Linked DNA regions of Mus musculus: regions 2, 3, 4, 5, 6 and 7 are each linked to region 1. Evidence: chromatin contacts called from public HiChIP or PLAC-seq data. All regions are on one chromosome and are shown on one strand. Each heading gives the region's core, a stretch centred on a gene start, on an enhancer-like site or on the middle of the called end of the contact. The rest is flanking DNA. Distances are from core to core; before and after follow the strand shown. Region 1 holds the start of Sh2b1 (SH2B adaptor protein 1). Region 2 has its middle 21 kb from the start of Coro1a. Region 3 holds the start of Sult1a1 (sulfotransferase family 1A, phenol-preferring, member 1). Region 4 holds the start of Sbk1 (SH3-binding kinase 1). Region 5 has its middle 30 kb from the start of Sbk1. Region 6 has its middle 28 kb from the start of Gm30928. Region 7 overlaps Gm30928 (a long non-coding RNA gene).

Region 1 (3,290 bases), core at 501-3,000:
CTCTAAGACAAAACCTTCCCTAACTATCACACATTTTAAGTGTGCCATTCCAGAGGGCTCTACAAGGTCATTTTACCTTTCCTTAGACAACTTACTAACCTCTTACAGATGAGGAAACGGAGATTCAAACAGAGATTCAAACAAGTTCCAGAACTCAGAGTCTACCGCATTTCCCACTGCACAGTTCTAGTCTCCAGGGATATGCTGGACCAGCCTCGACCACAGCTCCCACTGCTCTGTTCTCAGGGGACCAAAGGGTGCAGGGATTACACCCTTTAAAGACCTTGCATCATAGGTCCAATGAGTGGAAGTTGGACTGAAGGCTCAGTTGTCTTCGAAGCTGATCCTATAACCCAGCACTTAAGCCCTGTGGGAAGACTTGGATTGGCTGAAGGCCAATCTCTGGGTTGCCCCTACAGTCTAGGGCTGAGTGATAGCAGCGCTAGAGAAAAAGAGATGGTGTGTTGGGTCAGGACAAGTCTTTACTAGCCACAGAAGTAAGGCATCGCACGGAGCCGGGGCTCAGGAATTTTCACTCCCTGGGGAGTGTACCTGTGAGTTTTGGACTCAAGCCCCAGCTCAGTCCACCTGTTAGCTGTGTGAACCTAGCTTTTGTCTCTGTAAAACACAGTTACTAACCGCTACCTGCTACAGTTGTCAGGAGAAATGAAATGACAAGGAACATGTCTATGCTTTCCACAGTAAGCACACAAGACATCACTGCCACTGTAACTATTTTTTATGGGGGAGGACAGTATGATGGGTCCCATTTGCGCTCCAGAAAGGAAGCGCTTCTGCGGGTGCCCCAACTCTTACATCACAGCTAGAAAGTGACAGAGCTCCATATGTAATTTACAACCGGTGGCTCTTTGGTGAGTGGTCCTGCCCTATGATCGACTGAAAGGAGACACCTCTGGACGGCTCAGGAAAGTCTACCCAAACTATCAGTGATGCCAGCCTCTTCATCAAGCCTACAACCAAGCTGCAAGTCAGAGACCCCCCCCCCCTCCCCTTCCTCCTTGGCCTTTCCTACATACTCCGATGGCTCCAACCACAGGGACAACTCCAAACCAGGGAGAAGCAGCCAGGAGATGCGGGAGTCACAGAGCACAGGGGAATCGGGGCCAAGAGGCGCAGGCACGGCAGAGACAGTCCCCAGCCAGAGGCTACCTCGGCTCACACAGGCCCACCCAGCCCTCAGCACTACTGGCCGACCCAGCCCCCTTCAGGCCCGCTGACCCTGCGGTTCCTGGACTGGTGACTCAGTTTCTCTTCTGCCAAGACGGCTCAGTCACAGTTTTCCGGTGCACCTGCCTCTTGGCTTAGTTCTGACATTCCAGAAGGGCGGGTGGTGGAGGGTGCAGGCTGCGCTCCAGGTTCGGACCCTCCGGGCCCCGTGGTTAATCACTCGGACCCGATCCTAGTCGTTGGACACCCTCCACAAGCCCCTGGGCCGGAGCCTCCGAGGGACCAACTATCTGCTGCCCTCTCGGGAGCCGAGCACCCCTCCAGCCCCGAGCCCCCACGCCCACCCCCGCCCAGGCTTCTCAGACGACAGGGTCGAGTCCGGAGAGGAAAGAGGCACTTGAAGAGGGGGGTTCCGGTTCCGGTCCCACCTGCATCTCGGTCCCCGCGCTTAGCTCCGGCGGCGGCAGCGGCGGCGGCGGCGACGGCCGCAGCTCCCGCTCCCTGTGCCCCCCGCCTCCGCGACGGGCTCCCAGCACGCGCTTCTGCGCAGGCGCTGGGACGGGTTCCCCGACGCGGAAGGAAGCGACCATAGAGAAGAGCAGTAAGAAGGAGGGCACCTTCGTATTCACTTCCGCCATCGTTCTCGGCGCCGAGGTTTTCAGGAGCTACGCCAACACAGGTCTCACTAAGCTCCCGTGGCTTCGGCAGTTGTACCTAAAAGGAACCACTGAGGCAGCTGTGGGAAGGCGTTGGGTCCGTCATCCGAAGCAAATTCTAGACAAAGGCGAGAAGTTAACCATAGAGAAGCCACTTGAGCGGAGAGAGTAGCCGCCCACTAAAAGAAATCAGCGAGATGATAAAGCTCTTTGAAGAGCTGGCTGCAGCCTAGAGCGCCTGGCCCTGCATCGAGGGGTACACGGACACCGCCCCCAGGGATCTGGCGAGCGATGTAGCGGTGACCTTGGGAGGCCGAGTGGAGTGGGCGGAGCCTGAACTTAACGACCTTGGTCTTTTAGGGGAAAGGGACAAGGTGGTCCTGGAGGGCTCTACCTTAGACGGGAACTAAAGTTGGGACAGCAATAGTGAGGTCAGTTTTGGACATGCTTGCGGGTCATCAGTAGGTACATAGAGATAGAGCTTGAAGTTCAAGAGAGGCTTCAGGGCAAGTTAGAGGGATGACGAAGTAAGGTACAAAGTGCTGTTGAGACCTTGCGCACAAATACCTTCTAGCAACCCAAGCTCGCATTGATCCAGCGTCACTACAGCTGAAGTAATTGAAAAGGCCAGAGTAGATTGGGATCATTGACAGGGCCCAAAAGATTATGTCTATAGCTTGTCATCTGTGATTGTACTCTACTCGTGCGGTCGGTCGCTTTCACCCACAGAGGGGCTCTAGTCTTCTTGGTGTGGCAAGATGGTTTTCCATAGATTCAAATTTAAATCCTAATAGTTAAGCAACTCAGTGTAAGGAGTATCACTCTTTCTAAGATCATCAATAAAATTTTCAGAATTAGGCTAGTGAGATGCCTTTTCAGTAAAAGTGCTTGTGTTTTCTATGCAAACCTGATTAGCCAGAATTCCCTCCCCATAACCCACTGTGGAAAGAGAAAGGATGTTGGAAAGTTGGCTTCTGACTTAGAACATGGCACACACACCACACATGTGTGATACCCCCCCCCCATCACATACACATAAACAAAGTGGTAATAAAATGTAAATAAGTCACACTGCTGGAAAGAGAGCTAAGTGATTAAAAGACTAGCAGCTCTTGCAGAGGCCCCGCAACCACATGGTGGTTCAGAACTGACTATAACTCCAGCTCCAGGGGATCTGATGCCTTATGACCTCAACAGGGACACGTACATACACGCAGGCAGGCAAAACGCACATATAAGATAAAATAATATTAATTTTGGAAAATTTAAGCCAGGCAGTAAGGAGCAATGCCTTTAATCCCAGCACTTTGGAGGCTGAGGCAGGTGGATATCTGAGTTCTAAGCCAGCCTGGTATATACAGCAAGTTCTAGGATGGCCAGGGATAAACAATGAAAACCATGTCTCAAAATTTAAAAAAAAAAAAATTAAAAATCTCCAAAGCCAAC
Region 2 (3,290 bases), core at 459-2,958, 250 kb after region 1:
CGGCCTGGCATGACGCCTGTGCCCCACATGGGAGGCCCTCCCATGATGCCAATGATGGACACTCCCCTTCTGCCTGGGATGGTGCCCGTGGGACCAGCTCCTGGGATGAGACTGCCCATGGGAGGCCACATGCCCATGATGCCTGGGCCTCCCATGATGAGACCTCCCGCCTGCCCTATGATGGTGCCCACATGGCCTGGCATGACCCGGCCAGACAGATAAGAGCAGAAGCGCTCTTGATGGTTTTGTATTTCTTGTTCTGTTTCACCAGGAGCTCTTGGTGCTGAGCCTGAGTGTGTACTAGATGCATGAAAAGGAAACGTCCCTTCCTAACAGGATATTTTTTGGAGGGAGAAGTAATACAAAAAAGTACAGTTTTCACTTATATTGTGAAATGTGAAAATAAAATCATCAGGTCTTTTAGTTAAAAAAAAAAAAAAGATACCTTTATATCTGTCTCTCTTCATATTCCCTCCCTCCCTCTTTCCTTCCCCATTCCATTGGAGTCTTCTGTTCTAGTCTCCTTCCCCATCCATTCATAACTATCTATTCTATTTCCCTTTCCTGGGGAGATCTATCTGTACACTCCAGTCCCTTACTCTATACCTAACTATTGTGGTATTATATAGATTGTGGCTCAGTTATCATTGACTTAACAGCTAATATTGACACGTAAGCTAATACATTACTTATTTGTCTTTCTGGGTCTACGTTATCTGACTCAGGGTGATTTTTTTTTTCCTAGTTCCTTCCATTTGCCTGCAAATTTCATTATTTCAGTTTTTAAATGGCTGAATAATATTCTGTTGTGTAAATGTACCACATTTTCTCATCCATTGATCTGTGACAGCCATCTAAGTTGTTTTCCAACTTCTGGCTATTATAAAGAGCAGCAATGAACATGGGTGAGCAAGTGTCTCTGAGGTAGAATGGAGCATCCTTTGGGTATATGCCCCATAGCCGAGCATATACAAACCACTACAGTGGTATAGCTGAGTCACGAGGTCTTCAAGTCTCATCTTCCTGAGAAACCACCACACTGATCTCTACAGTGGCTGGCAAGTTTGCACTCATACCAGCAATGGGTGATTGTTCCCCTAACTTCCCATCCTCGCCAGCATTTGTTTTTATTGATCTTAGCCAATCTGCTGGGTGTAAGATAAAACCACAAAGTAGTTTTGATTTACATTTCCCTGATGACTAAGGATGTTGAAAGGTTCTTTAAATGTTTCTCAGCCATGGAGTTTCCTCTTTTGAGAATTCTGTTTAGATCTGCACACCATTTTTAAATTGAGTTATTTGGGTTTTTTTTTTTTTTGTCTTGTTTTTGTTTTTGTTTCAATCCTAGGATGTTTATTACAAAGGTAAACTTTGATCCTCTAGTTGGACTTAAGAGTAAGATTTCTAGTATGGAGTGTGGGCACCAGGACCTCGGAACTTTTTGGATTTATGACCACTGTCAGGTATCTTTAGTCTCGTTCTTAGAGGTCTCATCCACGTACTTTTGGTAATAAGCCATCAGGGCTTTGGAGATGGGCTGTCAGATAGCATAAATTTGGGGCACATGACCACCACACTTCACATGAACCCGGACATCCACACCAGCAAATCTCTCTTTGCCCAGAAGCAGAACTGCCTCAGTACCTTGTCCTGCAGCACGCACAGCTTGATCATCTCCAGGGGACGTCTGTCCACCCATTTCCCCATTTGCAGTGTGCCACAGCTGTGCCTATCTTCTTGTGACCGAAGACCTACACAGACTGCAGCTGATCCTGAGACTGTGAGCAGCAAGGATGGACATGAGCTGGTGCAATCTGAGAAGGGTTTCCTCAATACCTTGGTTTTTTAGGTTCCTTATATATTTTGGATATTAGCCTTCTATTGAATATAGAGTTGGTAAAAAAAAAGAATTTTTCCCATTCTGTAGCCTGCTGCTTTGTCTAAATGACACTGTCCTTTGCTGTGCAGAAGGTGCTCAGTTTAATGAGGTACATTAGTGATCTTAATGCTGAAAATTGCCCTTTGAAGATCTGCGAAGAATTGTGTTGAGATTGTGAAGGGGACTGCATTGACTCTGCAGATTGCTTTCGGCAAGATGGTCATTTTTTGGACTGGTGAGATGGCTCAGTGGGTAAGAGCACCCAACTGCTCTTCTGAAGGTCTGGAGTTCAAATCCCAGCAACCACATGGTGGCTCACAACCATCCGTAAGGAGATCTGACTCCCTCTTCTGGAGTGTCTGAAGACAGCTACAGTGTACTTACATATAAATAAATAAATAAATCTTAAAAAAAAAAAAAGATGGTCATTTTTACTATATTAATCCTACCTATCCATGAACGTGGGAGATCTTCCCCATCTTCTGACATCTTCTTCAGTTTCTTTCTACAGCGTCTTAGGGTTTTTCTCGCATGAGTCATGCACTTGCCTGGTTAGAGTTACCCCACGATATTTTCTATCACTAGAGGCTCTTGTGAATGGCGTTGTCTCTCTCTGTCTACTTGTTGTGTGTACACAGGATGGCTACTGAGTTTTGTGAGTTCATTTTGTATCCAGCTAGTTTGCTGGAAGTGTTTATCAGCTATAGGAGTTTCCCAGTATCTGAGCATGTGGTCAGTTTTGGAGAAAGTTCTGTCAGGTGCGGAGAAGATATATTCTTTTGTTTTTTGTGGGAAATGTTCTGTAAATATGTTAGGTCCAATTGGTTTAGAAGGTCAGTTAGCAACAGCATTTCTGTTGAGTTTTTGTCTAGATGACCTGTGTACTGGTGGGAGCGGTAACTAAAGTCTTGCAGTATTGGTGTATGAGAGTCAATATGTGACTTAAGATATAGTAGTGAGTTTTTGGGGGTTGGTTGGTTTGGTTTGAAGTGGGGTGCCCTTGAGCTTGGTCCATAGATGTTGAAAACTGGAATGTCCTCTTAGTGGATTTTTCCTTTGATGGGTGTGTAGTATCCTCCCCTTCTGAATAGTGTGGTTTAAAGTCTGTCTTGTCAGATATTAAAATGGCTACATAAGCTTGTTTGTTGATTCCTGTTATTTTGTTATTCTTGTAGTGGTAGTAGTGATGTGTGTGTGTGTGTTTCCTCTCTTTTGATTTGCTGGTCTGAGATTATTCTTTTGTTTTCCTGAGTGTGGTTAATCTTTATAGGTTGGAGTTTTGCTCTAGAGCCTTCTGTAGGACTGGATTTGTAGATAGCTATTGCTTAAATTTGGTTTTATCATGGAATGTCTTATTTTCTCCATCTTTTGTGATTGAATGTTTTACTGGGTATCATATTCTGGGCTGGCA
Region 3 (3,290 bases), core at 443-2,942, 200 kb after region 1:
GCATCTCTAAAGAGTTCCATTTTCCTTGTTATCGGAGCCCTTCCAGAGTGACAGCCAGTAACCCTCCATATGAGATGAAATAGGGCTTGAATAGTTCCACAATTCCCAGAAGAACAAACCAAAGCTATGATGACCCCCAAAAGGCCCCTTGCATCCTCTCACCCCCCCCTTCCATTCCTTCTTTCTTTTTCTCTGTCTTTTTGAGTGAGACATGGTCTTGGACTTGCTGTGTAGCCAGTTGCCCCCAGTCCTTCTGCCTCTACTTCCCACATGCTGAAAAGCACTACCATAACTGGGGTTTTCTGTTAGTTGGTTGGTTTTACCTTGATCTTTTGATCCAGCAGACTCTGAGGGAGTAAGGACAAGGGCAGATGTGTCTTAATGATCCGTGGGGCTGGTGTCTCTTTCAGAGTTTCAAGACCTAAGTTGAACAAGGAACTTTGTTAAACTGGGGCCCGGTCCTACCTTTTTCCACTTGTCTCTAGCACCCCCATGCACATACCTGGGGGGACCCCTGGGCAGCTGAACTCAAGGAAGGGTATCCGGGCATAGACGGGGGCCCGGCCACACTTATCTAGCTTGCCACCCTGATAGATCATATCCATGATCTCACTCATCCAGGTAGTACCTGGAAAGGGAGGAGCAAGAGGTGAGCGAGGCTCAGAGTCTTGACCTGCTTACCAAAGTGTGTGTGTGGTGGGGACCACTGCTCGCTCACCAGACTTTGGGTACGTGCTGATGAGCACATCATCAGGCCAGGCTGTGAAGTTCTGCAGTTGCTCCATTGTCTCCGCAAAGTATTTGATGAGTGGGATTCCCTTCACAGGCACCAGTGGTTTACGCAAGGGCTCCATGTTGCTGCATTGAGAACAGAGTAAAACCCACTTCTCTAGCAAGTCCACAGTACCATGTGTTAAATGATTTAAGACGGGGATCCTGGGGCTTTGGCAGAGCCCCCCAAAGTGGCAGGTAGATCTGGGATCAAAGGCAAATCTATCTCCACCAAAAGTCACCACTGTGCTATGTCTGATCACCTGTGGAACATTGTTCCATGTCCCTAGTGCCCAAGCATACATAGTCCAGGCATTAAAACACTCTGAGGTAGAATCAGTCCAATGTGTGCTGTTTCCTAGGATATTCCAGCTCATACATGAGAAAACGGCAGGCACCAGCCGAGTCTTCACTACTTCCTAGTGCAGCTTCAGGCCATGGCCTCTCTCTATTTTTTTCCCCTTGAACTTCCTGTTATCTTCAGAAATGCCTCAGCCCATCTAGAACTGATATCCTATTTTGCTCTGAGACAAATATAACCAATTTAGCTATTAAGCTTGTTGCAAGGTAGGGAGAAACTTTCTACTAAAATAAAAAGGATTCTAAAACAAGCCAGAGCGGAGGGGAACTCAGACAAACCACAGTTGCTCTTCTGAGGTGGGGTATGCATGGAGAAAGTAGAGAGGCTAGAGGCCCAGGCAGCAGTCAGGCAGACTAATCAAAGTGTAAGGACTAGCTGGCACTTGAAGAGCAGTGGAACCAGTATCTGGGCAGGACAAGGTGGCCACCCCACTCTGCCACTCACCTGGGGTTCTGAGCCATGCCTCCCTCGGTGCTCAGTGGTAGGGATCTTTGTGTAGGCTTTGCAATGTGGGGAATGCAGAATTGGTCTTTGAGCTGGAGATTTTGTGTCCCAAGTGGGAGGAAGTGGAAACAGTGCTAGGACTGGCTGTTCTCCAGAAACAAAAAGGGGAGGAGGTGGAGTAGGGCAGGGTTCTGTTAACCATACTGTGGACTGTGGGTTTAGCCTGTTCAAAACAAAACAAAACACCAATCAGGCCACAGCATGGACAGTGGGTTTCTTTTGCTCTGCTTCTGACTCCTTCCTAACTTACCTAAACTTAAGGTAGAACAATGGGACTTTTCTAATTAACCCACTCTGGCATAGGGAAGAAAGTAGCCAGATGGGGACACCTGCTGGCTCCAAGCCAGTCTTGAGGACACCTTGGGCTTCGATCAGAGCAACCACAGCGATGCCTGGAACCTCTGACGTCAGGGAAAGTCCAGAATGATGGGAAGGAGCAAGGTCAAGGAACTAGAGGTGCAACAGAGTTGGAGGGGTGTTCATGGGAGTGTGAGTCTAAAGGCCCTGGAAGGTGCCCCTGCCTTCATGGCTCTAGTCTACCTCATCCAATACCACACGTGACTGGTGGAGATCAGTCCCTAGAAAGATTTTCACCCTCTGCAAAGACAAGAGGCTGCAGCTGGGAGAGACACACCTCCAGGAGTGAGGAGTGCCCCCTTGACCTCTGTCTGCTGTTGGAGTGAAGATGCAATATCAAGCTGCACTGGGGCTGCAGAGGCTCCTGTACCACAGCTGTGCACCTCCTGACCCTTACAGAGTTGTCATCTCAGAGGAGAGCTGTGCAAAGCTGGGCATCAGGACAAGACTTCCCATTTCTCTAGAGGAAATTGTGTTTGTTTGAGACTATGTAGACTGATGACAGGACCACTCCGAGGTGTGACTGAGGGGAGGATTTTATTGTAGATGCTAGGGAGAGTTCAGCCATAGTGATCTGGAAGAGTCCAGAGAGAAAGAAGTGGACTGAATATGACCAGAAAACTGGACTTGGCCATGAGAAGTGGGTTTGGGCATGGGATAGCAAGAGATGAAGACAAAGACGAGGACTTGGAGAGTGGGGTTGGGGGATGCGTAGCTGAGATAGCTGGGTTATAGGACAGTGAGAAGCTGGTAGAAAGGGAGCCTCTGGGCCAGGGGAGCGAGAGGAGCCAAGATGCCAGCATGCCTTTTAGTGTGCTAATAGGTACCACAGATCTGTTCCTTCTGCCAGAATAAGGGAATGGCTCCTTTAGTAGAGGAGAACTGCTTCGAGAGATCCTAAAGAATGCTGGCTTTGGAACTGACAGAGACAAGGTCTCATACTGGATCCTAGGCTGACTAGGAATTCACCATGTAATCCAGGGTAGACTTGATCTTGTGGCAATTCTGCTCCAGCATGTCAAGGGCTAAGATTGCAGGTATGAATGTATATATTCATATATTATGTCATCTTTTTTCTTGTGGGTGGGCGTTCGGATCCAGTGCCAGGCCTTAGAGCCATGGGATCTACTAGCATGCACCTATGAAGAGAACTGGTACCAGTGGAGAGGGGATCCTCTCAGAACTTGGTACCTATACAGAGGGCCACCAGCAGAGCCGCATCGCTGGAGGGACAGTGTTGAGTTGCAGCTCAGAACTGTATCTTTCCCAACATTTTGCTCGCAGGTTACAGACTGGA
Region 4 (3,290 bases), core at 318-2,817, 200 kb before region 1:
AGACTGAGCCACATTTCTAGTTCCTGTCTGTAGTTTATTCAACTTAGGTGTGTGTGTGTGTGTGTAGAGGGCAGAAGTTGACATTATCAGGTGTATTCTTCAATCCCTCCCCAGCTCATTTAACTTTTTGTGGGTGCGTGGTATGCATGCATATGTGTGTGTTTGCATGTATGTGGGGTGCACATGCATGTGTGTGCATGTGCAGACGGAGGTTGATTCTCTTGTTCTCTATTTTACAAATTGAGGCATGGTTTCTCACTTGAACCTAGAGCTGACTCATTCGGCTAGTCTTGCTAGTCAGCTTGCTCTGGGGATCCTGTCTGCCTCCTAAATGCTGGGATTCTAGGCTGCTACACCTGCCCAGCCATAGCTGAGTCCTGGGGGCCTGAACCCTGGTCTTTAGCAGCATCTCGCTTGGTTCCCCTTCTCCCCTCCCGTACTTATTTATTTATTCAGAGACTGGGTCTTTCACTGGAACTCACGGATCAGATCAGGCTGGTCCCTGGGATCCACCTGTTTCTGCCTTCCCAGGGCTGGAACTACAGGTGTCATGGCACTGGAGGAACTCAAGTCCCTCATGCTTGCCTGGCAAGCACTTTACTTAATAAGCCGTCTTCCCAGCTCCACCTAAGGCTACCTGAGTTTGCAATAACCAGCTCTAAAAGTTCTACCAGCAGCTGGAGTGGTTGGAAGAGGATGCTAATTTGAGAAAACAATCTGATCAGAGATTAAAAGGAGGAGAGATTTTGGGTGCGTCGGGGGCTTTTTCTATGAATAAAATAGTATGCTGCATGGGAGACTGGGCCTCTGGAAGGATGCGTTCGTTGTTCCCACTCTGTCGCCATCTCTGCTCGATCGCCCCACCTGCATCCAGGCTACAATTTCCGGTTAATGAACAAAGCTCTTCACACCCGGGTGGCTTTGCACAGCTGCTGCTTCAGCCAGGAACCCCCCACCCCCTTCTTCCGTTCTGCTATACACCTTTAATCCCAGCTTTTCCTTAAACTTACTTCGCGGTCTCCCTACAGCAGAGCTCGAAAGTTCTGCCTGAACCCTGCACGGCCCCACAGACCCCAGGTCTCTGAGTAGCCTAGTAGTCTTATGAGGTCCCCTGGAAATCGAATGGATAGGTGGAAGGATGAATGGGCAGACAGGCGGGTGAACAGATGGACCGGTAGTTGAATGAGCGAGTGCATTCTGAATAGGAGAGCTCGGATTTATTTTTCTTCTTTGAAACAGATCCAGGCTCCGCCCCACAAGCACAGGCTGGAATAGTCTGGGACAGTCTAGCCCCTCGGGGACCAAGCAGCTGGACCAGGTGACCCTCTGTGACTCCCCCGAGCCCTCTCTAACCTCGTTCTGGCCCCCTCCTGGGCTCTGACCTAGAAAAAGAAGCTTATGCCAATGACCGGCGGGCCTTAGGACCCCGCGTGGCCGGAAAGCGGGCGGGGCATCGTGCGGCTCCCGCGGCGGTGGGGAGGTCCAGGCCCGTGGCGCCTGGCGGGAGGGCGCGGCGGGAGTGCGCGTGCGCGGAGCGCGCACCCGGCGCGGCGGACAAAGGCGCGTGCGGCGGCGCGCGAGGCGGAGGGCGGAGCGGCGGGCGGGCAGGTACGCGCCGGCGGGAGGCGGAGCCGCGAGGCCGCGATGGAGCGCAGCCCGGGCGGGCACCGGCGCTGGAGCCCGAGTGCCGGGCGGAGCGGGAGCCTCAGCCGGAGCCGCAGCCTCAGCCCGCGCCAGGCCGGGGCAGGAGCCCGCAGGGCCGGGCTGCTCGCAGCGGCGGCGCCCGAACCCCCCAGCGGCTGAGCGGTGACCTCCATCCTCGCACGCGGCTGCTGGGACGCAGCGACCGATCCAACCCGGGCCCCCCAAGATCTGCTTGCTACAACCGCACACCTCAAGACACAGAGAGACCCAGGCTTGGGGCGCTAGCCTCCCTAATCCGCTACTCCGGCACACAGGGACCCCAAACCTAGGACAGCAAGATCCTCTTGCTAACGAGAAGCCGCGGGCACCCCAAAGCCTCGGGACCCGGGCGACCAAGCCCCTTGCGACGCCTTCAGCGTCCCGGCTCATGGTGGTAGTGGTGCCCTGAGCCCCTCTCGGGCCGGGCAGACGAAGATCGACACGGCGCCCAGGCCCCCTGCCGCGGCGTCCCCGCGGCCCCAGCCCAGGTAAGTGGGACCCAGGTGAGGGGCGGCAGGTGAGTGGTACCGAGGTCCCTAGAGTCCTGCAGGTGGGGAAGGAAGTCCAGAGTGCGCGCTCCCCCTCCTCAGCGTCGCCATGGAGCCGAGGCTGAAGGACGTCTCTTTGTGTCTCGCTTGGAGGAGCCGCCCCCTCCTCCTCTCCCTTCCCCCACCTTCCACCCCAACCCTGAGATTTGGGCACAGCTTCGGACCCCGGGAGAGAGGAGTTGCGACGCCCTGGAGAGGGGTTAGAAGGTGGAGAGTCTCCCCGGAATAGCCTGGAGCCTTAGACCTTAGGTCCTTTGAAGAATAAAGACACGTAACTATCATCTCCCAAAGACCAAGCTGAGTTCTTAAGTGACACCCACCCTCCCCACAGGAAAGAGAAAATTTGGGGCGCCCAAAGGTGAGAGGTGCCTGCATTCTGCAGCTCTGGGTGACAGCTGGGGCTTTGGGTGTGTGCCTTTGTCTGAGAGGGCAGGGAAGGGGCGTGTTTGAGAGGATGAGTCTCTTATTTTCTGACTCTGAGACCCCAGCTCAGGTCTCAGTGGGGCTCTTTATCCAGTCCCTCTTTGTGCTCCCTGCAGAACAGGGAGAGGACAAGCCCTCTCAGTGAACAGCTAGTTTGGGGGAGGGAGGTACCCTGAATGAAGAAACCATTTCGGGTCAGAGCACCTTTCTGCCCCTCTAAGTCCCAAGGACAGCAAACCTGAGTGTTTTCCCTTTTTCTGACCCGGGGAACACCTAGGGCCAAGTCCGGGACTGGGACACTGTGTCCTCTACGATGCAGGAGTGAGTCTGGATTCTTGCTTAAGCTTTCCAAAGCATCTACAATCAAGAGGGCCTCAACAAATGTCCTAAACCCCAGGACCCAGGGAATGCCGGAAGATCTTGGGTGCGTTGTACCCCGAGAAAGGGCAGGAAGGTTTTTTTCAGCCTTCCACAGACAGGTGTAAAGTCAGGTAGGAGGTGAGCAGACAGGCTGGGGAAGGCAGGATTCAGAACACAGAGCCCTATAGAAGTTTCTTTGTTCGTTTATTTATCCATTCATTGCAACATCTACCGTGTCTGAAGCTCCAGCCCTGGAGTTTGGGGCTTCCCCTCATC
Region 5 (3,290 bases), core at 467-2,966, 170 kb before region 1:
ATCTTATTTCCTCTCTTGGGGAGCCTAACTCAGGAGGGTGGGAGACTCTGCCCAGCCCTGGATACTAAGCTAAGTGTGGGCACAGAGGCTCTTGATATACAAAGGGAAGCTAACTATCCTAATTTGCTTTCCTGCTGCTGTGATAAGCTATGATCAGAAGCAGGTCAGGGTGCAGGGAGGGGTTTGCTTCAACTTACACCAGGTAACAGTCTTTCCTTGAGAGAACTCAAGGCCGGAAATGGCAGCAGAAACCTAGGAGGAAGACTGCTGACGGGCTCCATCTCTGGCTAGCTCTTGCTTGCTCTCTGCCAGCTTTCTCGTACAGCATAGACCCACCTGTCAGGTGTGGTGCCACCCCCGTAGGTGTAACCATCAGTCAAGATGAGGCTCACAGCCATGGCCACAGGCTGATCTGATAAAAGCAGTTCTTCAGCCCGTTCCCTCTTCCCAGGTAGCACTAGGTTGCTGAAAAAGCATGTACCACTCTTCCTTTCTCCTCTCCCTCTTTATAGCATCCTTCTCCACTCTTTTACCTTTCTTCTATTTCACCTTTTGCTCTCCCCCATCCGCAGCTCCCACAGCCTTGCTGAGGGAATGGACACACTGCTCTTTCTCTTTCTCTGTTCCAGCCCACCTTTACTTCATTTGTTTATACACTGACCCTAAAGGACTGTGCATGTGTTCCTTACGCATGCTTGTGTGTGCATACGGTGGCAAGAGCAGCCACTCAGTGCCTCAGACCCCCGTGGTCCCTTGTCTGCATAGAACAGGTCTCTAGTTGCAGGTGGACAAGGAGTCAGCGAAATGAATGACAGACAGACACGGACGCAGCACAGGATTGTGTAGAATCTGAATGTAATTTGTCAGGTCGAGCATCGAACTTTTTATACAGAAGAATAACAAGAAACCAGACCATATACATCCGCTGAGTTACAGTGACACAAAACATAAGGAATATATACATCAAAAGAAGGTGGGGACCAGGCCACTGCCACTAAGAAGGGAGCCAGGTGTAATGCTAGTCTATTGTTAAGCCCACCACCAGGGGTTCTTAGTAAATACCAGATTTATGCTGTTTCTTTGGGCCTAGTGAAGAAACCTGTCTCAGGGGGATTCCCTAACTCTTTCATGGTAAACCCACCTATTTGCTAGGCCATTGTGTATTCCCTTGTCTGGCTAAGACTGACTATTGTCTCAAGTAAACACTCTGCAGATCAGCCCTGAGCTATTCCGGCTCCGTTGTTTGTAATGCCTAATTAGTTTCACCTTCTCTACTAGAAGTAAATTTGAATGTTACTGAATAGATAACCTTCTTACTGAATTCCTACTGAATTCCAAGTTTGTCGGCTTCAAGGATTTTCTGGGACGTTGGAACACTGGCGAAGGCTTAGCTATGTCAGAATCCAATCTTAAAGGGCACTTATAATAAAATAATACTAAAAGAGAGCACATGGATCCATACACCAGACTAACGCGGGGATAGGGTATGAGTATACAGGTTATGAGAATGCCAAGGTTCCAGGAGGTGAGTTTCTCTGAAACTCTTTGCCTTGTGAGTGCTTCCAGGCTTCTCAGCCTGTCAAGCAGACTACACTGGAGTGTGCGTAGCACCTCAGAGGACTTCCTTTCTCACGAGCACCTTATGGCCTTGAGGCAGGGTCTCTCACTGTACCAGGTCATCAGGTTTGGATAGACTGGCTGGGCAGCGAGCTCTTGGGATCTGCCTGCCGCTTATCCTAGTGCTAGGATTGCAGACACTAGCCATGCCTCTATGTGGGTGCTGAGGGTCTGCAGAGCAGCCACTCTTACTCACCCACCTAGCTTCCCAGCCCCCATCTTCAAAATTAGAATTTCTTTGACAATTTTATACATGGGAACAATGCATTCTGGTCATACACCTGCTCCACTATCTCTTTTTATTGTCATTTTGTGTAGATTTTGCTTTATGACCATGGGCATGGGTGTGGAGCTGCCCCTTGGAATAGTAACTCATCAGAGGGTACACTACTGAAGATACTGACTTCCTGACCCCATTAGCTTACCTGGGTGGGACAAAGTCCGACGAGCCTCTCTCTGTCTGTGACTGTCCTTGTCTGCAGGCTGTGCTTGTGCAGGTCCTACGCAGACAGCCACAGATGTTCATGAGTGTCACAATCCATATCATAAGATAGCATTTCATGGCCTTCCTCCCTCCGGTCTGGATCTTATATTCATTTTGCACCCTCTTCTGTGATGTCCCCTGATCCCTGGAGCTGGTGATGTGGGTGTGTCATTTAAGGTGGAACAGCGATGTGGGTGTGCTATTTAAGGTGGAACACTCAACAGTCACTTGCTCTCAGCACTTTAACCAGCCACAGATTTCTGAATTAACCACTGATTGCAACAAAGAGAAGCTTCTTTGGTCATGGCTGATGGTAGCACTAGTCCGTGGTGTATGTATAAATATTTAGGAAGCAGCTTGGCAGCATACCCACTTAGCAAAACTAAGCAGACTCAGCCCCAGTGCCATGACCTCTCTTCTTAGCCCCTAACCATGTGTTCAGTACTAGGAACGAAGTCCCTCCTGTGGACCAGGACTCAGATCAAATAAAAAATACTGTGATTAATATTAATAAATAAGGTCACCCCCTTAACCATCATGTCACCATGGCACCAGTGAGCTTGACAAGTTGGCACTGTAGCATGTAAAGTTCCAAGTTAGAAAAAAAAAAGATTTCTGGGTTTTCTCCCCCAGCTGCCTTGATAGCACTTTCCAGTCCTGTGAAGGGTAGCCAACCATCAGTGAGGGGAGGCTTCTGTCCAGTTCCAGCATATTCTCCAACCAGCATGTGTGGTGTCTTCTGCAGTTTGCATTTTCTTATCAGACAGTTCTGGAGATCAATCAAGAGTAATGGCCATTGGTGGCTCGGTAGGAGCTCTGGAGCCTTTATGGCCAGCAACTCCCATATCTGCTACAAGGGTTGTTGTTTAGTAACCCATGGTCTCTGGGGTTGGTAATATCCTCCCATGTGTAGTGCTTCTGTTCAAAGTCGTTTTAAAAAGCTGTGTTTTAAGATTATCGTATAAGGTAGTGGGTTTCCATGTGCCTTTTTTTTTTTTTTTTTTTAATGGGTTTTCAAGACAGGGTTTCTCTGTGTAGCCCTGGCTGTCCTGGAACTCACTCTGTAGACCAGGCTGGCCTCGAACTCAGAAATCTGCCTGGATTAAAGGTGCGTGCTACCACTGCCCGGCCCATGTGCCTTCTTTACAGTCTTGGCTTCTGTTTAACCCTTCCTGACTCTGTGTTCATC
Region 6 (3,290 bases), core at 271-2,770, 150 kb before region 1:
AGAAAGAAAGAAAGAAAGAAAGAAAGAAAGAAAGAAAGAAAGAAACCCTTAACTGTCAGTGGCAATGTCCCTTAACTGTCAGTGGCAATGTCCCATGGGCTGGCGTCTGAGACTTAGTCAGAGGGAGACAGCTCCCTGGACACTAATGTTCATTTCCCTCTTCTTGGCTATCAGTGCAATGTTCATGACCAGCCGACCTCCTGTTCCTGCCACCATGCCCCTCTGTGCTTATGGAATCCCCCCCCCCCATCAACCAGAATAAACCCTTCCTCCTTTTTTCTTTTTCTTTCTTTTTTTTGGGGGGGGTGGGGGGGGGTTGAGACAGGGTTTCTCTGTAGCCCTGGCTGTCCTGGAACTCACTTTGTAGACCAGTCTGGCCTCAAACTCAGAAATCCACCTGCCTCTGCCTCCCCAGTGCTGGGATTAAAGGTGTGCGCCACCACGCCCAGCTAAACCCTTCCTCCTTAAAATGCTTCTTTCTGGTCAAGGACTTGCTCGTGGCAATGAGCAGAGGAACAAATATCCTCCACATTTTACATCAGTCTCAGCGTTCCTGTCTTCCTGATGTCCCCAGAATGATGCATTAAACTCTGCAAACAGCTTTTAAGATGTCTTTAGCCCACAGTGACAAACTCCTCCACATTCCTTCTACAAATCAGTCCCAAAGGATGTAAACCACGGGGTCAGGCCTATAACAGCTGCCTGCCCTCGCTTAGCAGCAGCTTCTCCATTAGTTTATTATCTTATCATTGTGATCAATACTAGATCAGAAGCAATTTAAGGGAGGAAGGGTTACTTTTGCCTTACAGTTTAAGAAAGCGAACAGTCTGTGTTGGCAGGGAAGGCAGAATGGCCGGGATACCAAGTGGCTTTTTGAGTCTATTGATCATATCGTTATATTAGTGATTTTAATCCAGTGACAATCAGGCCTCCACATAGTCCTATAGTTAGAGTGGGTCCTGTCATCTGCAGATTCCTTTTTTGCTTAAAAGCTGCTCTGATAGTAGGGCGTGGTGGCGCACGCCTTTAATCCCAGTACTCGGGAGGCAGAGGCAGGCAGATTTCTGAGTTTGAGGCCAGCCTGGTCTACAAAGCCCAGGACAGCCAGGGCTATACAGAGAAACCCTGTCTCGAAAAAACAAAAACAAAAACAAAAACAAAAACAAAAACAAAAAAAAGCTGCTCTGATGTTCTAGCCATGGGCTCCATCATGTTGCATTTTTCTCCCAGGTGAACTCTGCAAAATAGCTCAAGACATCATTCTCCTGCAATGACCAGACACCACAACACTTCTTCATACGAGATATCACGTCTGACTAACTCTGACAACCCATAAATGGCTACTCAGGAGCATTCTCAGGATCTTCCTGGACAATGTTAAGGTGTCTTGGTTTAAAATTGAGTCGGGTCTAAAGTTGGACAGTGTAAAATACATTGTGGGAAATGGCACGGGTTCTTTCTGTAGCGTTTTAAGTAGTACCTATGTCAATGCTCGCTTTGTCCAGCAGGTGGCAGCGTCTACCCTTTCTGGACCGGGTCTTCTCTCTGAAAGCGAGTTTTAGAAGCAGAGTTCCTGAGATGTACATGTACATGTATTTTTTGAAGAAATTTTCAAAGATGATGCAGCCCAGGGCGGTGTAATCAGACGTTATAAAGCTACAGGACATTTCAACATGAGACATCACAGAAACCGGATGAAACCATCCTCTTTATCATGCTGCTGAGAGTCTCCTTTTAAAGGACAGACAGATGTCCCCAAGGCTAACTGGAAAGCCCCAACAGGATGAACTTAAGCTAACCACTAGCCCAGCACCGGAGACCAATAAACAAATGTGGAAAAACACAGGTTGCTCCCACTGTGATAAAAGAATTCTGGGCTTATAAGAAATCAAGTGTTCTCTTCTGGACTCCATGAAGCAAATGTGACACTGAGCTACTTGGGCCAGAAAGATTCAGCAGAGAAAGGTGCTTGCCTCCAAATTAAACAGCTCAGGTTCTATCCCCGGGGACCCACGCTGTGGAAGGACAGAAGCAACTCCTGCAAGTTGTCCACTGACTTCCCTGTGTGAGCCTAAGCACTATATGCCCACCTCCCAAATCAATAGACAGCAAGGGAACAAGCAACATTAAAGATTACCTCTATGGAAAATAGTAACACCAGGCTATGACCAATAGTACTGCTACGGCTGCTACACTGTAGCCCTGGTTGTCCTAAATCCACACCTGGAAGCCATTTTAACTTACCTAATGGCGCATTTGAGGTGGAGAGGGGCTTATGCAGCCATCTTCTTCACAGAGACACATACAGAAAACTATGTCTTCTCCAGGTTACCTGCAGTATTTCCCTGTGGACCAGCTACCCCTCAGCAGTGGCTAAGATTCTGTAGAAAACCCAGTGAACTTACTAGGATTCTATCCAGAGCCTGGGGAGAGATTACATACAAGAGTGTGGTCCATCGCAGAGCAGCTGCATCACTGGAAAGTCTTCCCAGCATAAGTGACAACTTCCCCACAGCTGCCCCCTCAATCTTGTGTCCTGTGTTTACTCAGGCTCCTCCAGAGAGCAGTGGCGTTTCCTGCAGTTAGGGCAGAGTCACGTGGCAGATGGCCATTTCCACAAGCCAGTAAAATACCTAAGGGTATTCTAAACACTTTTACCCACAGATAATGCAGCTCATCCCTCACCATAGCAGCTTTTTTCCTAAACAGATGGCAACTGTGACAGAGGTCCAGAGCTGGTCTATGTATGTGCAGAGGTTGTATATACAGGGAGAGCAGGGTCTCATCATGTAGACCTGACTAGCCTCAAACCCATAGAGGTCCACCTACCTCTGTTTCATGGGTACAGGGATTAAAGGCATGGCCGCCACACCTGGTCATAGAATACACTTTTAATTTAATTTTGCATTTCATACTATGCTGAAGACTGAACAGTGGCTTTGAGCATATGGAAAGTAGCTTCCCTGATGGTAAGTCCCCAGGTCCCTGTAAAGACTTTACAGTTGGTTTCATTTTGTTATGCTACAAAATGACTTAAACCGACTTTTCTAGGCTGCATGTCCTGACTAGTCTATGTTGCTATGGTTATTTTATGCCGCTGACGCTCTGGGTCCCTTTGTCTGCGTGGAACGAGTCTCTGGGGCAGGTGGGCAAGGTGTTGGCAGGTGACAGACAGACCAACACACAAGATTGTGTAGAATATGAATGTATTTTGTCAGGTCGAGCATCAAACTTTTTATACCGAAGAAATAACAAGAAACCAGGCAAAATACAATCCACCAAGTTACAGT
Region 7 (3,290 bases), core at 413-2,912, 130 kb before region 1:
CAGCTACTCCCTACCTCTCAGCTCCCCCCAGATCCACTCCTCCCACCCCATTTCCTTTCAAAAGAACAGACTGCCAAGAGACAACAACCAACATGACCAAAAAAAAAAAAAAAAAAAGATACAATAAGACAAGGCAAAAAGCCCTCATATCCAGGCTGGACGAGGCAACCCAACAGGAGGGAAGAGTCCCAAGAGCAGGCAAAAGAGACAAAGACACACCTGCTCCCACTGTTGGGAGTCCCAGGAAAACACCAAGCTAACAGCCTCAATGTTGTTTTTTATAAATAAATTAAAAAAAAAAAAAGGAAGGAAGGAAGGAAGGAAGGAAGGAAAGAGAGAGAGAGAGAGAGAGAGAGAGAGAGAGAGAGAGAGAGAGAGAGAGAGAAAGAAAGAAAGAAAGAAAGAAAGAAAGAAAGAAAGAAAGAAAGAAAGAAAGAAAGAAAGAAAGAAAGAAAGAAGAGAGCCAGGTATGTGTGTGGTAGAGTCATGGTATGGTGAGATGGAAGGGGGTGCCTCTGCGGGCCCAGGCTGAGCCATCCCTTCCCCCTGAGGGACCAGCCATACGACAGATATAGTATGGAATAGTTTATTCAGGGCATGGGGAGGGAGGTTGAGGGCGTAGAAGAGAGAGAGAGACAGAGAGACAGAGAGAGAGAGAAGGGAAGGGAAGGGAAGGGAAGGGAAGGGAAGGGAAGGGAAGGGAAGGGAAGGGAAGGAAAGGGAAGGAGAGGAGGCAGGCTATGAACAGGTGGAGAAAGGCTGGTAGAGGAATGGGGAGAGGAGGGTAAGAGAGGAAAAGGAAGAGAGTAAGGAGGGGGCAAGCAGCCCCCTTTATAGTGAGTCAGGTATACCCGACTGTTGTCAGATAACTGTGAGGCAGAGACTAGAAGAAATGCTAACACACAATATATACACACAGAGGGCAGACCCACGTAGGCCTTGGGTTTGCCTTAAGCCAAAATTTGATCACTCAGGAAATAGGTATGTATTTACAGAGAACTTCCATTACAGAATCAATCGAGTTTAAAGAAAATCCCAGGGCACCATTACAGAGGGCTATCTGGTAAGCTTGTATTTAAATATGACTGATAGGTTATTTCTCCGAGGTAAAATGAGCCAATTCAAACCAGATTCGACTATATTAAAGGCAGGTTTATTGGGAAGCTGCTTTCCAGTGAGTTCACAGACTGAGGCCAGGGGAGTCACCAGGGAGAGGCGGGGAGGGAGGAAGAAGAGAGAGCAAGCACACAGAGAGAGGGGGAGAAAGAGAGAGGGAGAGAAGGGGGACCCAAAATGTCAGCAATTATATAAGGGAGAACCTCTCGGGGAAGGCAGCCCAGCCCCTTAGACTGGAAAGTTCAAGCCTGGGGGCAGGATATGCCAGGAGGGACTGAGGAATGCTGGGAGAACCTGGAGGCCAGGTCTGCTTTGGTGTGTAAAATGTGCACCTCCGTCTCTAGTCCCAGTCTGAAGCCAAACATGGACAACTAAAGACCAACCCTTAGAGCATCCCCAAGCTGTAATTCGAGCCCGGGATGCTTTTATTTCGATGTTTTTTTATCCTCTTAGAATAGCAATGTACTTACTTTTAGTTCAACCCTGAGCCCTCTGCCAGTTATTTAAATCATTGCTCAGTTCAGCAGGATTAGCTGGTTTGCAAATTTTATCTTGAGAAACCTCTGCTGCAGCCTCCTGCCTGCCGTGAGCCGAGCCACCTGCCCCCACACCCGTGGTACCTTGGCTCCTTTCTCCGAATCCTCCCCTGAGCAGCCTCTTCTCTTTCCTGCGTTGAATCTCCAGGTCCCAACCAGGAACTGTTTGCTTCTTATTGAGGTTTCTCTTGTTTTCGTAGATTACATTTTTTTCCCTATAGTTTTCTTTTTTTTTTCTTTTTTTTTTAAAGATTTATTTATTTATATGTAAGTACACTGTAGCTGTCTTCAGACACTCCAGAAGAGGGCGTCAGATCTTGTTACAGATGGTTGTGAGCCACCATGTGGTTGCTGGGATTTGAACTCTGGACCTTCGGAAGAGCAGTCGGGTGCTCTTACCCACTGAGCCATCTCACCAGCCCATCCCTATAGTTTTCTAATAAATGGTCTATAAGATATCTGAAAGTTTGCCAAAAAACTTTCATCAGCTATTGCCACATCAATTCCCAAAATGCCTTCTGCGACCTTTGTGTCTGGTCTGTCTATACTTGTTAGCCTTTTGTCTAGGCTCTGCCCCACAGTTACCTGGCAACAGCTAGGTGTGTCTGACTCACTATGAAAGGAGCCTGTTTGCCCCCTCCTCTCTCTCTTGCTCTTCCCTTCTTGTTTTCTCTCCTCTAGCCCCTTCCTCATGCTCTTGGCCTCCCCTCCCCTCCCCTCCTCTCCCCTTCCCCCCCCCCCCACTACCCTCTAAACTCCCCTGCCCATGCTCTGAATAAACTCTATTCTATAATATACTCGTGTGGCTGGTCCCTCAGGGGGAAGGGACGCCTGAGCATGGGTCCACAGAGGCACCTCCTTCCCCCACACCTGACTACACATCCACCAAACATATTTCTTCTTCCTTATCTTTTTATAAAACACAACAGTACTAACATCTGTATTCTTTTTACCACCTTTGTTTGTTGCTGTTTGTGTGGTTTGTTGTGGTTTTTTTGTTTCGCTTTGTTTTTGGTTTTGGGGTTTGTTTTTTTTTTTTTTTTTTTTTTTTTTTTTTTGAGACAGGGTCTCTCTCTACAGCCAGCCTTAGCTCTCAGCCCTCTACCCCACTTTCCTATTGCTAATATTACATGCATATGATACCACACCATATATATCCATGTGCTTTCAGCATTTCTGCCAGCAATATAAAAGCTACGCCTCCCCACACACCCACAGCCGACTGATTTCCTTCTTCCCAATGGACTGCACGCATCCCTTTGGTGCTCTGATTGGCATTTCACTGGCCTCTGGTGAGGTTGAGAATCTGTTGTGTATTTATTTGCTGTTTGTGAACTGCTTTTTTTTAAATGTTCTTTTCTTTTTTATCTGTTGTTTTACTGTTCTCACTTGCCTGCCTTGGTTGAGAGTTCAGCTTGGCCCTCAACTTGGCTTATAGTCCTTCCTCATCACTCTCCCTCAATAGCTTTATACCAGATGAAAATATAAAATATATGCATAGTCAGAGCCTCTCTCTGTCACTCGGGGTGAACTCAGATTCTTAGTCCTCCTGTTTCAGCCTCCCAAGTGCTGGCATCAAACTTGTATGGCAGCACGCCTGGCCTCTGGTGTTTATTGACATTTCACGGAGAACGTGGG

Evidence for each region. HiChIP or PLAC-seq counts read pairs in DNA pulled down with a chosen protein or histone mark.
Region 2: a contact with region 1 is called in an H3K4me3 HiChIP or PLAC-seq map of bone marrow-derived macrophages, with 3 times the contacts expected there. The contact joins the enhancer-like site here to the promoter of Sh2b1 in region 1. A contact is called at or near these places in 1 of 39 promoter capture datasets (liver), 3 of 115 datasets of contacts at active chromatin or transcription factors (bone marrow-derived macrophages, fetal liver and stem cell-derived neural progenitor cells) and 2 of 9 other capture datasets (adipose tissue and liver).
Region 3: an H3K4me3 HiChIP or PLAC-seq map of bone marrow-derived macrophages shows a contact between it and region 1, with 2.9 times the contacts expected there. The contact joins the promoter of Sult1a1 here to the promoter of Sh2b1 in region 1. A contact is called at or near these places in 3 of 39 promoter capture datasets (hippocampal neurons, liver and neutrophils), 2 of 484 Hi-C or Micro-C datasets (the AML12 cell line and bone marrow-derived macrophages), 5 of 115 datasets of contacts at active chromatin or transcription factors (acute myeloid leukemia, bone marrow-derived macrophages, large pre-B cells and 2 more) and 4 of 9 other capture datasets (adipose tissue, liver, macrophages and 1 more).
Region 4: a contact with region 1 is called in an H3K4me3 HiChIP or PLAC-seq map of embryonic stem cells, with 26 read pairs. The contact joins the promoter of Sbk1 here to the promoter of Sh2b1 in region 1. A contact is called at or near these places in 9 of 39 promoter capture datasets (the C10 cell line, the HPC-7 cell line, HPC-7-derived erythroid cells and 5 more), 20 of 484 Hi-C or Micro-C datasets (the AML12 cell line, the HL-1 cell line, cortical neurons and 4 more), 11 of 115 datasets of contacts at active chromatin or transcription factors (the SCID.adh cell line, embryonic forebrain, embryonic stem cells and 2 more) and 4 of 9 other capture datasets (adipose tissue, embryonic stem cells, liver and 1 more).
Region 5: a contact with region 1 is called in an H3K4me3 HiChIP or PLAC-seq map of embryonic stem cells, with 22 read pairs. The contact joins the enhancer-like site here to the promoter of Sh2b1 in region 1. A contact is called at or near these places in 3 of 39 promoter capture datasets (macrophages, neural stem cells and stem cell-derived epiblast-like cells), 6 of 484 Hi-C or Micro-C datasets (B cells, the HL-1 cell line, the N1E-115 cell line and 1 more), 6 of 115 datasets of contacts at active chromatin or transcription factors (bone marrow-derived macrophages, embryonic stem cells and stem cell-derived neural progenitor cells) and 3 of 9 other capture datasets (adipose tissue, liver and pancreatic islet).
Region 6: an H3K4me3 HiChIP or PLAC-seq map of embryonic stem cells shows a contact between it and region 1, with 23 read pairs. The contact joins the enhancer-like site here to the promoter of Sh2b1 in region 1. A contact is called at or near these places in 4 of 39 promoter capture datasets (embryonic stem cells, liver, macrophages and 1 more), 2 of 15 datasets of contacts at CTCF or cohesin (both in embryonic stem cells), 25 of 484 Hi-C or Micro-C datasets (B cells, the BV-2 cell line, the Ba/F3 cell line and 8 more), 19 of 115 datasets of contacts at active chromatin or transcription factors (the HPC-7 cell line, the SCID.adh cell line, T-cell acute lymphoblastic leukemia and 7 more) and 4 of 9 other capture datasets (adipose tissue, embryonic stem cells, liver and 1 more).
Region 7: a contact with region 1 is called in an H3K27ac HiChIP or PLAC-seq map of embryonic stem cells, with 8 read pairs. The contact joins the enhancer-like site here to the promoter of Sh2b1 in region 1. A contact is called at or near these places in 3 of 484 Hi-C or Micro-C datasets (the G1E-ER4 cell line, embryonic stem cells and nephron progenitors), 14 of 115 datasets of contacts at active chromatin or transcription factors (CD8 T cells, the SCID.adh cell line, T-cell acute lymphoblastic leukemia and 4 more) and 1 of 9 other capture datasets (liver).

The regions. Positions count from the first base shown.
Region 1 is chr7:126,473,380-126,476,669 of GRCm38.p6, forward strand. Sh2b1 (SH2B adaptor protein 1) reads right to left here and starts at 1,751. Exons shown (of 9, transcript NM_001289541.1): 1 at 1,617-1,751.
Region 2 is chr7:126,724,188-126,727,477 of GRCm38.p6, forward strand. It overlaps the pseudogene Snrp1c-ps1. Among named protein-coding and RNA genes, the nearest start is that of Coro1a, 21 kb to the left of the region's middle. Within about 2 kb of position 1,709, at least 23 of the 459 cell types and tissues checked have an H3K27ac peak or open chromatin away from gene starts, as enhancers often do. A contact at or near this core is called in bone marrow-derived macrophages, where this site is marked.
Region 3 is chr7:126,674,726-126,678,015 of GRCm38.p6, forward strand. It overlaps Sult1a1 (sulfotransferase family 1A, phenol-preferring, member 1), which reads right to left and starts at 1,693. Exons shown (of 8, transcript NM_133670.2): 1 at 1,577-1,693; 2 at 719-858; 3 at 503-628; 4 at 324-421. The coding sequence starts at 1,593.
Region 4 is chr7:126,270,929-126,274,218 of GRCm38.p6, forward strand. Sbk1 (SH3-binding kinase 1) reads left to right here and starts at 1,568. Exons shown (of 4, transcript NM_145587.3): 1 at 1,568-2,171.
Region 5 is chr7:126,300,840-126,304,129 of GRCm38.p6, forward strand. No RefSeq gene overlaps it. Among named protein-coding and RNA genes, the nearest start is that of Sbk1, 30 kb to the left of the region's middle. Within about 2 kb of position 1,717, at least 5 of the 459 cell types and tissues checked have an H3K27ac peak or open chromatin away from gene starts, as enhancers often do. A contact at or near this core is called in embryonic stem cells, where this site is marked.
Region 6 is chr7:126,322,426-126,325,715 of GRCm38.p6, forward strand. No RefSeq gene overlaps it. Among named protein-coding and RNA genes, the nearest start is that of Gm30928, 28 kb to the right of the region's middle. Within about 2 kb of position 1,521, at least 24 of the 459 cell types and tissues checked have an H3K27ac peak or open chromatin away from gene starts, as enhancers often do. A contact at or near this core is called in the Ba/F3 cell line, the HPC-7 cell line, the SCID.adh cell line and 4 more, where this site is marked.
Region 7 is chr7:126,343,534-126,346,823 of GRCm38.p6, forward strand. All of the region lies in intron 2 of Gm30928 (a long non-coding RNA gene), which reads right to left. Among named protein-coding and RNA genes, the nearest start is that of Gm30928, 6.6 kb to the right of the region's middle. Within about 2 kb of position 1,663, at least 19 of the 459 cell types and tissues checked have an H3K27ac peak or open chromatin away from gene starts, as enhancers often do. A contact at or near this core is called in the SCID.adh cell line and embryonic stem cells, where this site is marked.